2 separate regions of the Arachis hypogaea genome follow, and region 1 is linked to region 2. Evidence: chromatin contacts called from public Hi-C data. All regions are on one chromosome and are shown on one strand. The core of a region is the stretch at or near the end of the contact, and the rest is flanking DNA. Distances in the headings are between cores, read along the strand shown. Region 1 holds the start of LOC112796469. Region 2 holds the start of LOC112794734 (probable LRR receptor-like serine/threonine-protein kinase At3g47570).

Evidence for each region. Hi-C and Micro-C count contacts between places; a contact is called where the count stands out from the background.
Region 1: a contact with region 2 is called in a Hi-C map of leaf, with 2.3 times the contacts expected there. The contact joins the promoter of LOC112796469 here to the promoter of LOC112794734 in region 2. A contact is called at or near these places in 2 of 8 Hi-C or Micro-C datasets (both in leaf).

What each region holds. Positions count from the first base shown.
Region 1 is chr4:20,516,635-20,523,286 of arahy.Tifrunner.gnm2.J5K5, reverse strand. LOC112796469 reads left to right here and starts at 2,349. Exons shown (of 2, transcript XM_025838934.3): 1 at 2,349-2,756; 2 at 3,224-5,688. The coding sequence starts at 2,701. The coding sequence ends at 4,235.
Region 2 is chr4:20,294,428-20,301,242 of arahy.Tifrunner.gnm2.J5K5, reverse strand. LOC112794734 (probable LRR receptor-like serine/threonine-protein kinase At3g47570) reads right to left here and starts at 4,240. Exons shown (of 2, transcript XM_072234351.1): 1 at 3,952-4,240; 2 at 3,252-3,616. The coding sequence starts at 4,240. The coding sequence ends at 3,252.

The sequences.
Region 1 (6,652 bases), core at 1,100-3,599, 220 kb before region 2:
AGCGCGCCAATTGGAGTTCTGTAGCTCCAGAAAATCCATTTCGAGTGCAGGGAGGTCAGAATCCAACAGCATCAGCAGTCCTTTTGTCAGCCTTCTTCAGAGTTTTGCTCAAATCCCTCAATTTCAGTCAGAATTTACCTGAAATCACAGAAAAACACACAAACTCATAGTAAAGTCCAGAAATGTGAATTTAACATAAAAACTAATGAAAACATCCCTAAAAGTAGCTTAAACTTACTAAAAACTATATGAAAACAATGCCAAAAAGCGTATAAATTATCCGCTCATCACCTGTCATTCAAAAGATTGAGTAAGTAACTAAGTAAATGTTTTTGCGTACATGATTTAGATAATGTGTTTGGTCAGGCTTGTTATTTGGTTAGTTTCATTGTAGCTGTTTGTTTAACGTGAAGGCTCTCATCGACGAGATGTTGATATTTGAATTGCAGGAGGTAATTGAAAGAACATGTTTGCTATTTTTTTCCTTTCCTCCGAACTGTTGCTTCCTTTTTCTAGGATGATTATGTCTGGAACAAGCATTTCTTTTTCCTTTTCTATCTTTCTCTCTTTTTTTCCCCATCATTTAAAATTCAAATGGCAAAATCTTGTTCTTTGAAGTGTGTTTCCCTTTTATACCTCTATTTTTCATCAAGATTGTTTGATTAGAGGTTTTCTGTTTCCAAGATTTTTCCTGTTCCAATATTATGACAACTGCTCCTGTTCTTAAGCAGTTCTTTTGCCATTATGTATGTGTCAGTTAAATTTCCCATCACATTGATATATGCATGGAGGAAAGTTGTATCTCTTTTAACAAATGATGCATAGACAAATCTTCTGCTTGTTACATTTTTCCTATCTGTTATGCAGGTACATAAAGAGAGATAATGAGAAGGTAAAGAAATTGGTTCCCATAACACTTGGTCTGTTGTCATGCCTTTATGGATGCAGAGGAGCTACCTCTGGCTTACATACAGATGAATGCCTTTATGGTGAAGTCATTGTTGTTTTCTCTAACCATGTTGGAGATCATTTTGGTGTCTGGTTTCTTCTGAGCATTTTGGTGCCAAGGATGATTAGCAAAAGAACCATAGATGAAGCTGCTATTCAATGTGATACAAGCCTGATGATTGTAACTAAGAACGGAGATTTGAAGATTGCTTTTGTTGAAGTCTGACCACAGTTGGGCTCCAAAAGAATCTTGTGAAATAAACCAATCTATGTTGGGGTAGATGGAGAGATCAACTTGCACAAGAAATGTGGAACCAATGGAGGAGAAGACATCACACTCAATAATTGAAATAATTTTTCTATGTGAGGTTGTAATATTGATTTCATTTTGTTGATGTGTTTGTGTTCTTGTATAAGAGTTGTGCATGTATGCTTACTAGTGCTAGTATTTTTTACTTTTGAGACTTCTTTGTAACTTTCATTTGCATAATAGTAATGCTTTTTTAGTAAATTTAATTGTGATAATGTTAATTTTAATTAAAGATATTTGTTATTAGAGGTATTTTAGTAAATTTGAAAACATTAGAATCGATAATAATTTTAACTAAACATATTTTTATTAAGGGTATTTTAGTAAATTTTTTATTAGAAGTATTTTTGTAAATTCAACATGTAAAAAAATAATAATTTTAATTAAACATATTGTTATTAAGTGAAATTTAGAATCAATAATAATTTAACTAAAGATATTTGATATTGGGGGTATTTTAGTAAATTTAAAAAAATTAAAATTAATAATAGAATATTTTAGTAAATTTAAAAAAAATTGAATCAATAATAATTTTAGTTAAACATATTTGATATTGGGGTATTTAAGTAAATTTTTAAAAAATTTAGAATTAATAATAATTTTAGTTAAACATATTTGATATTGGAGGTATTTAAGTAAATTTTAAAAAAAATAGAATCAATAATAATTTTATTTGAACATATTTGATATTAAGGATATTTTAGTAAATTTAAAAAAATTAGAACCAATAAACAATTTAACTAAAGATATTTGATATTAGGAGTATTTTAGTAAATTTCAAAAAAAATTAGAATCAATAATAATTTTATCTAAACATATTTATTATTAGAGATATTTTAGTAAATTTATTATTAGAGATATTTTTTAAATTAAAAAATAATGTAAAAAATAATAATATTTAATTAGCTTTATATTTAATTTTAATCATTAATATTTTAATTTAAATGAGTAAGGGTAATTTTGACATATTACATAATATGACTAAGAAATTTAAACTCAACCAAACAAAAATTTAATCATCTTTAGAATTATTATATAATATTTTAATGCATCAAGTTTTATAAACAAATATAAAAATCTTACATTCCAAGTAATTTTATTCTTAAGCATTATATTCCTAGGAATAATATTCTTGAGAATAAAATTTAATCTTTGAACCATACACACCCATTCAGTCTGCGTAACATGATGATTATTTCCCGTAGTGTGTATGTACGTTTTTATAGCCTAATTTAGTATTTTTCTCTTATGCTTACTCTCACGGTGCACAGTCAAACCTTGGTCCGAAATGCATCCAACAACCCAACCCTAACCCACAGCAACCAACAACCCTTTCTCCTCCGTTGGATTGGTTGAACCTCCGAACTTTTGAACCGATATCCGGAATGGTTCGATGACCTCTCAGTTTTCAGAATCTTGGTTTCCATGGCCGCGTGGCTACCATGATTGTTATTGAGAGAAACTTCCACTCAAGACTCTGCATCCACTCCCCGCTTTGGTAAAGATTATCTTCTGCTCTTTCTTGCTCTCTGTCTCATGCGCCCTCACTGTGTTCGATGAAATGCTCCAATCATATATATAATTTTTTTCCTTTCTCTCTTTTGATTATGAGTTTATGAATGACTTGTACATGCTTCTAAGTGGCTTCCGCCATAAATATTGTGTACATGCTGCAGTAAGATTGTAAAAAAGGAACATTCCACCATTACGACTGATTTTGTAATGCAATGCATATATTAGTTAGTTATTGGTTTAAATAAGTTATCACCCATCTTCACCTCGTATATAATAATTGAACCACCCAGGACTAGTCCTATGCTAATGAAACTAATGAGGAATAGGAATCATATATGTTCATCGTATTATTCTTTTGAATGTTAGTTATGTATTTGATAAGTATCAGATGTTGTCGTGCTAGTATCTATGGTTCGAATCATCAAATGACAACTTCTCTTTGTTTAACAGTTGTGAAGTTGCTTCATCATTCTCTCACATTGTTCGACTGCATTGCATGCACAAAATTCGATGTTATATGGGTGCTCTTGATGCATGTCTGGGTAATAAGAAAAACGTTAGTAGCAATTCTTTAGTATCGGTTATTGTAGGATCTAATTCCTATAGCCATGCTCCTAATAACAACTTTAGAAGTTTGAGCATAGTTGGTGCCATGTCAAAATACGAATCTGTCGAAACTCATTCTTTCCTTCAAGCACCGAGTCTTCAACACCGGTTTAAAAACTGGCAAACACTTAGAAAACACAAACTGACAGCTAGCACTTTCGCTGCTGCTATTGGATTTTGGCGTAGGCAAAGGTGCCAGTTGTGGCTAGAGAAGATCGGTGCTATTGAACCATTCTCAGGAAACATCGCTACCTGTTGGAACAATATCAAAGAGGAGGAAGCACTTGAAAGATACAAGCTGATAAGTGGTAATACTGTATTGTTTCCTGAACTTCAGGTGTATGGTGCTAACACTGAAAATGACTGGCTAGCTGCTTCACCAGATGGTGTACTTGACAGAAAGGTATTTGAGTTGTCTTCTCATGGGGTTCTAGAGATAAAGTGTCCTTATCTCAATGGAGACATGAGTAAAGCTTTCCCTTGGTCTCGAATTCCAATTCGCTATATTCCTCAAGCTCAGGGATTAATGGAGATTCTCGGGAGGGATTGGATGGATTTTTATGTATGGACTCCTAATGGCAGTAGTTTGTTCAGGTTACATCATGATGCTGAGTACTGGAATGTGATGGAACTGGCACTATCTGATTTCTGGTGGAAACATGTCCATCCAGCAAGGGAGTTGTATAGTAGGAAAGTTATAACAGACCCTCTTTTTGAATTAAGATCATTTAGACCAGCTCGGAGGCATGAGTTATGTAGTCATATCATTTCTGAAAGCATACGGATTGCTAATAGTTCGAAGTTATTAATGCGGGAAATACGTGGAATATTGCAACCAGATGACTCCCACGGTTAGAGGAAGGACATTAGTGTAGTAATAACATTTTTTTTACAGGGATCCCAATTTTTTTTTGGTGATCTGTTTATATCAGTATAGTTTATGAAGATATTGATGTTGCTGACAGAGGATAATATTGTAAATTTGATATGGTTATAGAGACATCTATGAGAATATATGAAATAAAGAAGTGATTGTTAAATATGATTGGTTGAAGCCGGAGAATAGAGAAGGGGATAGAAACAAACTTGCCAGGTTATGGAACCTTATAAAGTTGGGACATTTGATATGGAGAAAGTGGAGAGTTCAACAGCTGGTACATCTGTCAATACACCACATCATTTCTTTATTTGAGAAAACAAAATGACCTAATATGTGAAGTGAGTAGAATGTTCATAGTATGAAATGTGAATTTACATGCTATAAAGTCTAGTCTAAGGATTCAAGACTACATTCCTTTTATCTTCCTCTCTGGTTTCTCCTGAGATTAAAATCACTTCTCATTTGCAGAGTGACCTGGTTCTCTAGGCTTCATCAAGGTAATTTGTTAGGCTTAATGAACTTGAACTGAAGCATTAGCTGTAATTATCATTTGATTGATTGTTAACCTGTTTCTTCTGATCTCAATTGCTTGGGATATTATCTATGAAAGTTTTAAAGGTATAGACTCAATATAAAGTTATCTCTCACATGCAAAATATAGACATGTAAAGTTATTTTTTTCCTCTCTTGTAACCATACCGCTTCAATTATGCTGAATATGGTCTTTAGGTCACATCTTATTACACTAAAGTCACTTGCGAAGATATGATAATAAGATTTTGGTTGACAACAAATATATTGTTTCTGTTAGTGCTATCTCATTCAAGGATAAATGGTACTTTCTGAAAATGTGAAGTCATAAATTTTAAGTCTTTAGTACCTCTAATTTAATATATTTTCTCATATTAAAGCTATTGCAAAATAGAATTGATCAAAGTGTCTGTGAGAACTCGGCATCTTCATATAGCACTGCTCATTGGTATCTCCTTGGCTGCAATGGACGGTGCATCTTTCAGGTCTCTTTAGGTATTGTTGTCACCAAGTATGTCAATATTTTCTAGATTTTCTATATGCTTGATATTGTTTATCAATGTGTTGAGTTTGTCTTCATCTCTATCTTAATCTCATCTTGTCATTTATAATTGGTGCTAGTATGTGTGGCGCTTTGAATCTGAAGCGTTTACTGCTTAGATGGTCCCCATAAGTCAAAGATGATGTGTTGGACATGAAAATTTGCTCCACGGTGTATGTTGGTTGCTTATCTTAGATTTCATTACCATATCCTTATCATGGTTATAAGCCTTTTATTATCACCTTAATGTTCAAATATAGCTGTATTATGTTATCAGTATTCTGGTGATTCCCAATTCGTACTGGATTCTAATGCATTGTGTTTGTTTGGGATGGAGTCACTTCTTTTCCCTTTGAATGGTGGAACTTGGAAGGTTTGTGGTTAACTCCACACATATCTGTTACAAGTTTTTCTTTTTGTTAGAATGGTTTGTCTTCCCTATTAAAGTGGATTGTTTTACTCATTTCTTTATGACCTACATAAGTTGGTGTATGTAAAGTATAATGTTGGAATATGAGTACACAGGCAATGGCTGGAAAGGAACAGAAAATCTCGTCCTTGTTGGATCTGTGACTATGTTAAGCTCAACACTCTAGCTCTTTTACTCTAATTTTTCCTCCTTCAATGAGCATCAAGATTAGTTGATTACCTCAATCTTCCCATTAGAGGGAAATAAAACGAGACATTGTGTGTGTGTGTGTGTTTTCTCTTCTTTTTTTTTTTTTTATTTGGTCGGGAGAGTTTGATTATACCATATTGAGCAAACTTATTAGAGAAATGTTGCTGCTATTTTTGTTAAGACTTTTTTTCATCTTAGGGTAGTAGTGTAAGAAGTGTGTGATAAACAAGTTGAAGATGGATAATAGTGAAGAGTTGCAGTTGCAGAGCAATATTTCAATTTAGAGGTTTCTAGTTCAAGTCCCTTTGCTTGGGTCCAGGCTGCAACATAGTTCAGTTTACTTAGCCTCCGTGATTGCCTGTGATGAATTGTATCCGAATAGAACAACTTGGTAAGCTTGGGTCTTGGGGCATACGAGTCCAAAAGTTTATTCGGACCATCTCAAACAAGTCCACCTTCTCCAGACGGCCAGACCCCAAAAAAGAAAAAGGAGTTGGTCCCAGAGGTAAGCGGTTCGGATTTACCTTGGAGGGCTAGTGTATGCAATTGTTCCCTTTGGGAGCCTACTCATCACAGCCGAATGCGCGACCCAGGTTGTATCTGGATTAGTCGGGGGACGAAGCTCCGGATACCAAGCAGGCCACCAAAAAAAATAAGGCAAGTAGGCATTTCACTTGAGGTTATTGAAACACGTTTAATCTA
Region 2 (6,815 bases), core at 2,991-5,490:
GGATGAAAGGTGAGGAAAAAGAAGCTTCCTATGACGGGTAGGAAAAGAGGCAAAGTGGGATGGGAATGGAAACACGGAAGAGATGTGGAGGGAGATGGCAGCAGTTATTAGAAGAACAGCAAAAGAAAGCTTTGGTGAATTTAAAGGAATAGGACCAAGAGACAAGGAGTCCTGGTGGTGGAATGCGAGTGTACAAGATAAGATAAAGATAAAAAAGGAGTGTTTTAAAGAGTGGTCTTTATGCTGTAACGCAGATAACTGAAAAAAATATAAGACGGCTAAGAAAGAGACAAAAGTGGCTGTAAGTGAGGCAAGAACAATAGTATATGAGGGTCTCTACCAGTCTTTGGGTACGAAAGAAGGAGAAAAAGGTATATATAGAATCGCAAAGAACCGTGAAAGAAGAACGAGAGATTTAGATCAGGTTAAGTGCATAAAGGATAAGGATGGAGATGTATTGGCTCAAGAGGAGAAGATTAATGAAAGGTGAAAGAGCTACTTCTACGAGTATTTAATGAGGGACAGAAGACTCTTCCGAGCCTTGGTCGGTTATACACAAGGGAAGAAGATAAAAACTTTGACTACTATCAAAGGATCCAAGACTACGAGGTAAAAGAGGCTCTAAAGCAAATGAAAAATGGCAGGACAGTTGGACCTGATAATATCCTAATTGAGGTTTGGAAGGGTATTGGAGAAAAAGGCATCAATTGGTTAACCAAGTTTTTTAATGAGATTTTAAGGTAAAAAAAGATACCTGATGAGTGGAGAAATAGCACATTGGTACCTATCTATAAGAATAAGGGAATATACAAAGTTGTAGAAACTATAGAGGGGTCAAGCTCATGAGTCATATCATGAAGTTATGGGAAAGGGTGATAGAACGGAGGTTGAGAAAAGAGACACAAGTAACAGAGAAGCAATTTGGATTTATGTCAGGCAGACCTACCACTGAAGCGATATACCTATTAAGAAGGATGATGGAGAGGTATCATATTAATAAAAGGGATCTACATATGATGCTTATTGATTTGGAAAAAGCGTATGATAGAGTACCAAGGGAGGTCTTATGGAAGGTTTTAGTAAAGAGGAGAGTAAGGATCACATATATTCGTACAATTAAAGACATGTATGATGGGATCACAACTAGTGTGAAGACTCAAGGTGGTGTGACAAAGGAATTTCCTATTGGTATATGATTACACCAGAGATCATTCTTAAGTCCATACATTTTCACATTAGTCTTGGAAGTACTCACAGAGCACATCCAAGAGCCTGTGCCATGGTGCATACTTTTTGCCGATGATATCGTCCTTATGGGAGAGTCAAGGGAAGACCTAAATAAGAAGTTGGAGTTATGGAGAGAAGCTCTAGAAGTGTATGGTCTGCGCATAAGCCGTAGCAAGACGGAATATATAGAATGTAAGTTTAGTTTGAGAAGGAAAAACCTTAATATAGAGGTGAAGATTGGAGAAAACATCCTACAAAAAATTAAAAGTTTTAAGTATCTTGGGTGCATCATACAGGATAATGGAGAGATTGAACAGGATGTAAATCATAGGATCCAAACAGGTTGGTCAAAATGGTGGAGTGAATCTGGTTTTATATGCGACAAAAAAGTGCCTTTAAAACTTAAAGGTAAATTTTATCGCACCGCTATAAGATCGGCTATGCTTTATGGTACGGAGTGTTGGGCGGCTAAAGGAAAGCACGAACATAAGCTGAGTGTGGAAGAGATGAAGACGTTGAGATGGATGAGTGGTCATACGTGATTGGATAAAATAAAGAACGAAAATATAAGGGAGAGAGTTGGAGTAGCACCTATTGTGGAAAAGATGGTTGAATCGCGTTTCAGGTGGTTTGGACGTGTGAGAAAAAGACCGATAGAACATTCATTCAGGAGGGTAGATGAGATGGAAGATGGACAATGGGCGAAAGGCAGAGGAAGATCTAAGAAGACCATCCATGAGGTGGTCAAACGAAATCTACATGTAAACGGTCTTTTTGTAGACATGATACATAACAGAGCATAATAACGTTGTTTGATTCATGTAATCGACCCTACTTAGTAGGACAAAACTTTGTTGTTGTTGTTGTCTGTTGTTAGTATTACCATAAAAATATTGAATATGCCTTAGATGATACCTTCCTATTTAGGAGCTCTTGATGAGATTAAGTTTCATACATGTAATCATGTTACTAATAAAGAGGTAAGTATCAAAGTAGTCGCTGAAGTTACCCTCGAGGCTCAAAGTAATCCCTGAACTTAAAAATTTGTTTGAGATCGCCCCTGAAGTTGATCTCCGGTACTCATAGTGGTCCTTCCGATGAATTTCGTCCAGCTGGCACAACCAGAAAGCTAACCTGGCGTCGTTGGTGACATGTTAGCAGCGCAACGGATAGCTGACGTGGCTTAGTAAACATTTTGGACTCAATTTGGTCCCTAATTTTAGGTTAAAAACCCTAACCCCCAATTGACTCTCTTCTCCTTTCTTCTCCATCGCATAAATAACCAGCCACTGCATTAATATGGTAAGCCTGTGCTTCTGTATTATTGTTTCCATTTTTAGGCATGTAAGTTAAGCTTTTATTTGTGCCACCATATGCAATCTTTTGGGGTGACTAATACCTTCTGTTCTAGTTATCTCTTTTAGAGCTCCCCTGTTTTTACTGTTTTGGTTTTTGTGCCTCTCCAGATTATTACTTTTGATAACTATGGTGTCTCAGGTCATTGTAATCATCGACATGTGCATTATGGAGTAAGGCAAGTTGAGATATTATGATACTGCTATTGATCAATATTGAACTACTATTACTTTAAATTTTGTAGATATGCATGATGCTGATTGTTTATTTTTAATTTTTATACTTTGGCACCACTTTTTTTGTTTATTTTTTTGATTACTTGAGTTTGTCAAATGTCAACAGTGCTCAACATCGCAGATTTGCTTTTCTTAGTTTACAGAAATTGGTATTAAAGTGACACAATGAATGTTTCTTACAACTGATATATTATCAATTAGCAAATGGCCATGATCATCCTTTATATTCTTTAATCTTTATATATCAATCCTGAATCATCCATAGCTTAATAACTGTAAATGTTCTGTAGTTATATTTGCTGACTCTCTTTTGATAATGTTTATTGCAACATCTTATGTTCCTAATGTAGAAAAATATAGACTCTACTGAGGCCAAAATTCAAAAGCAAAGAAAGGGAATGTACTAAACATTTAAACATATTACAAAGTGGTTCATTTTCTACAAAACCGAACGACATCCTTGTCATTAGCTTTAAGAAACTTGGCCTTAACTTTGTTCAGTGATGCAGCAATATCTTCCATGTTCATTCGTTCTTCAGGTAAATCCTCACAACAATTCAAGGCCAGTTTCAAGATAGATGATGTAGATGCTATTATGTCATCAACATGGTGGTGACCTTCATCTTGTAACAAGTTGGAATCCACAACTTGATCAATTGCACGTGACAATGATTCACTAATCCAACCTTTCATGCTTAATCCTGCAACAAACAAGTCATCTGTTGGCTTCTTTCTTGTGAATGTTTCCATCAGCATTATCCCAAAACTGTATACATCTCCCTTTGTAGAGATAATCCCTTTGGATCCAAACTTTGCAACTCAAATTACCCTCGTTATTTTAAATAAAATATTTGTTTATAGAACAAGTATATGTGACACACAAGCCACTAAAATTGGAAACAAAATGTTTAGATACCACCACCGCAACAAAAAGTGAATTTCTGAACTAATGAAAATTACTACAGAAAAAGTTAAAGAAGCATTGTAGTTCAACTTTGATTACAAATTATTACTAAAAGGTCAGTGAATGATTTATGATCTTCAATTGTAGATGCATACTAATCAAGCATATGGTTATAATCAAATGACCAAAGTTAAAAGGGAAATTATAATCTGGTGTAGTATCACTTACCCGGTGCAATGTAGCCAACTGTAGCCATGGTCTTGGTATATTCTTTGGATTGTCCCTCGCCAAGCAATTTGGCAATGCCAAAGTCACTGACATGGCCAACGATGTCTTCATCCAATAAGACATTACAAGGTTTGACATCACAATGAACCACTATAGGTGAAGATCCATGATGCAGATACTCCAATGCAGATGCCACATCTATCATTATATTTAGCCTTTGCAAGAAGTCCAAACAATGATTATGAGAATACAACCATCTCTCAAGGCTCCCATTAGGCATGAACTCCATCACTAAAAGCTTGTAATCTATACTTGAACAACAACCTATGATCTTTATGAGATTTCAATGGCGCAGATTGCACATTGCTAGCATTCTACACTGAAGCTCTTTGATCCTAATTCCAAATCCAAGTTAAACACTTTGACAGCAACCACCATCCCATTTGAAAGTCAACCTTTGAACACAGCCAAAACTGCCCCTACCAAGCAAATTACTCTCATCAAATCCATTAGCTGCCTGTGATAGTTCATAGTACGAAATCATTCTGGCTGCTTGTAATGCTCATAATGTTCCTTCATTAGTATCACCACCATTCTTTCTTCAAGGTCTGACGAGAAAAAACACACAGAAAACAACCAGAATGATTGAAACCATTATAGGCAATATGCATTTGATGAAGAATATGTTTGCATTTGACCCTTTCTTCTTTACTTTACTGCATGCTGGGACTTGTAATCTGGCATTTCCACAAAGTGCTTTATTAAACATGAAAGATTGAGCAGTAAAATTTTTGAAAGGTCCACCACTCGGAATCTCTCCTTCCAAACTATTATGAGAAAGATTGATGAATTCAAGATAATGAAGTGACTCCAGTGATCTTGGAATCAAGCCAAACAAGTTGTTTTGAGATAAGTCCAAATCTGTCAAACTTATCAAACTGCCAAGTGAATCAGGAATACCCCCTACCAATTTATTTTGTGATAAGTTGAGAATTTGTAAATTTTGCAATCCAGAAATGGACCCAGGAATGCTTCCTGAGATCATATTCTTTGATAGATCCAAGAAAGTCACATCCTTTAAGTTCCCAATTTCAATTGGAAGAGACAGAGTTAAAGCATTATCAGACAAGTTCACCTCAAGAATGTCTCTGAGGCTCCAAAGAGAAGAAGGCACCTTACTGAGTTTGTTGGAGTTCAAGTAAAGTTTTCTTAGAGAAGTAAGATTACCAAAGCAAGTTGGAACCTCTCCAGAAATTAGTTTGTTCTCAGTTATGTACAACTCACTCAGCTGCTTGATTTTGCAGATTTCGCTGATGATGGTTCCCTGCAGACGGTTGTTGCCAAGACTCAAATATTGAAGAGAGTGCTATGAAGAAGAAAGGAGAAGAGAGTCAATTGGGGGTTAGAGTTTTTAACCTAAAATTAGGGACCAAATTGAGTCCAAAATGTTTACTGTGCCACGTCAGCTAGCCGTTGCGCTGCTAACGTGTCACCAACGAAGCTTTCCGGTTGCGCCAGCTGGACGAAATTTACCAGAAGGACCACTATGAGTACCGGAGATCAACTTCAGGGACGATCTCGACAAATTTTTAAGTTCAGGGATTACTTTGAGCCTCGAGGATAACTTCAGGGACTACTTTAATACTTACCTCTACTAATAACCTATAACAATCATTGGACTAAGAAAGTAGAATTATTAAAGACTCGTCGCTTATTATATATAGGAAGTTTATTATTGTTCACGGAAACCAAATATATATAATGCAATTATAATTAGCCAACGGAGATATAGACAATTTGTTTATGCCAATAAGGGAATAAGCCAGTAAGCCAATAACACAGCTTTAGCTTTTCCTTTCACTATTAATCGAATCAATAATTCTCTGCCCAACCAGATAATCCTTCTTTCTTTCTCTGTTAATTATGTAGTTATTTATGTATCTCTATTTACTAGTTATAAATTTAGGGATAAATAATTTTATATTCTGGTATTAGAGAGTATATCATGATTAAAAAAATATAAATTTTGATTTTTATTATTCTCAAAAAAATTTTAGCATAAGACAAAAATGGACTCATATATACAATTGATGATTTAAGCTAATAATAATAATAATAATAATAATAATAATAATAATATAATTGTAGTAGTGATTTTAAAATGAAACTGTCAAAAGAATAAGAGGAAAAAAAAAGAGAATAATGGAAAAAAATATTTTAAAAAATTAATTTTAATCAGAGAATAAAATTAGAATGAAATAAAATATTTAAAATAAAACTAAGATGATTTAAATGTTTAGAAATAAAATTAAAAAATTCAACTAAAACTTAAAAAACTAAAGCACTACTTTCACCCCTTTTCATATTTATTTGCCTAAAAAATTTTAGATATCATCTAATCGAAGCTCAAGGAAGACTTGTTACAAATGTATTTGTAGTAGCTAGTGTTACATATAGTCTAACAAAATGGCTGTGACAGTAATGGTAAAAAACTAGAATGACTCTGACGTTTGTATAGCATACACTTTATCTTTTTAATTGGTTCTTTCATGTATTTTGTCAAATTCTTGTTTATATCTTCCAACCCACTAGATTAAGTATTAATTTGGCGTAGATTTGAGTTCTATTTAAAGATTTGTCATTGTTAGTGAATTATTGCATATATAAGATGGAATTGAAACCTTCAACACTTATTTAACTTTAAGCGGACAAGTGAGTTGACCACATACACGACCAAGCCAATTTAGTTGTATTTTGTGTAATTCTAGTAAACACATTTTGCCATAAAATTCGAGGCTTCTTAGCAGCCACAATAATAGAAGAGGCTGTTTTATTTTCATTATTATTGCAAGGGTGGTGGTTCT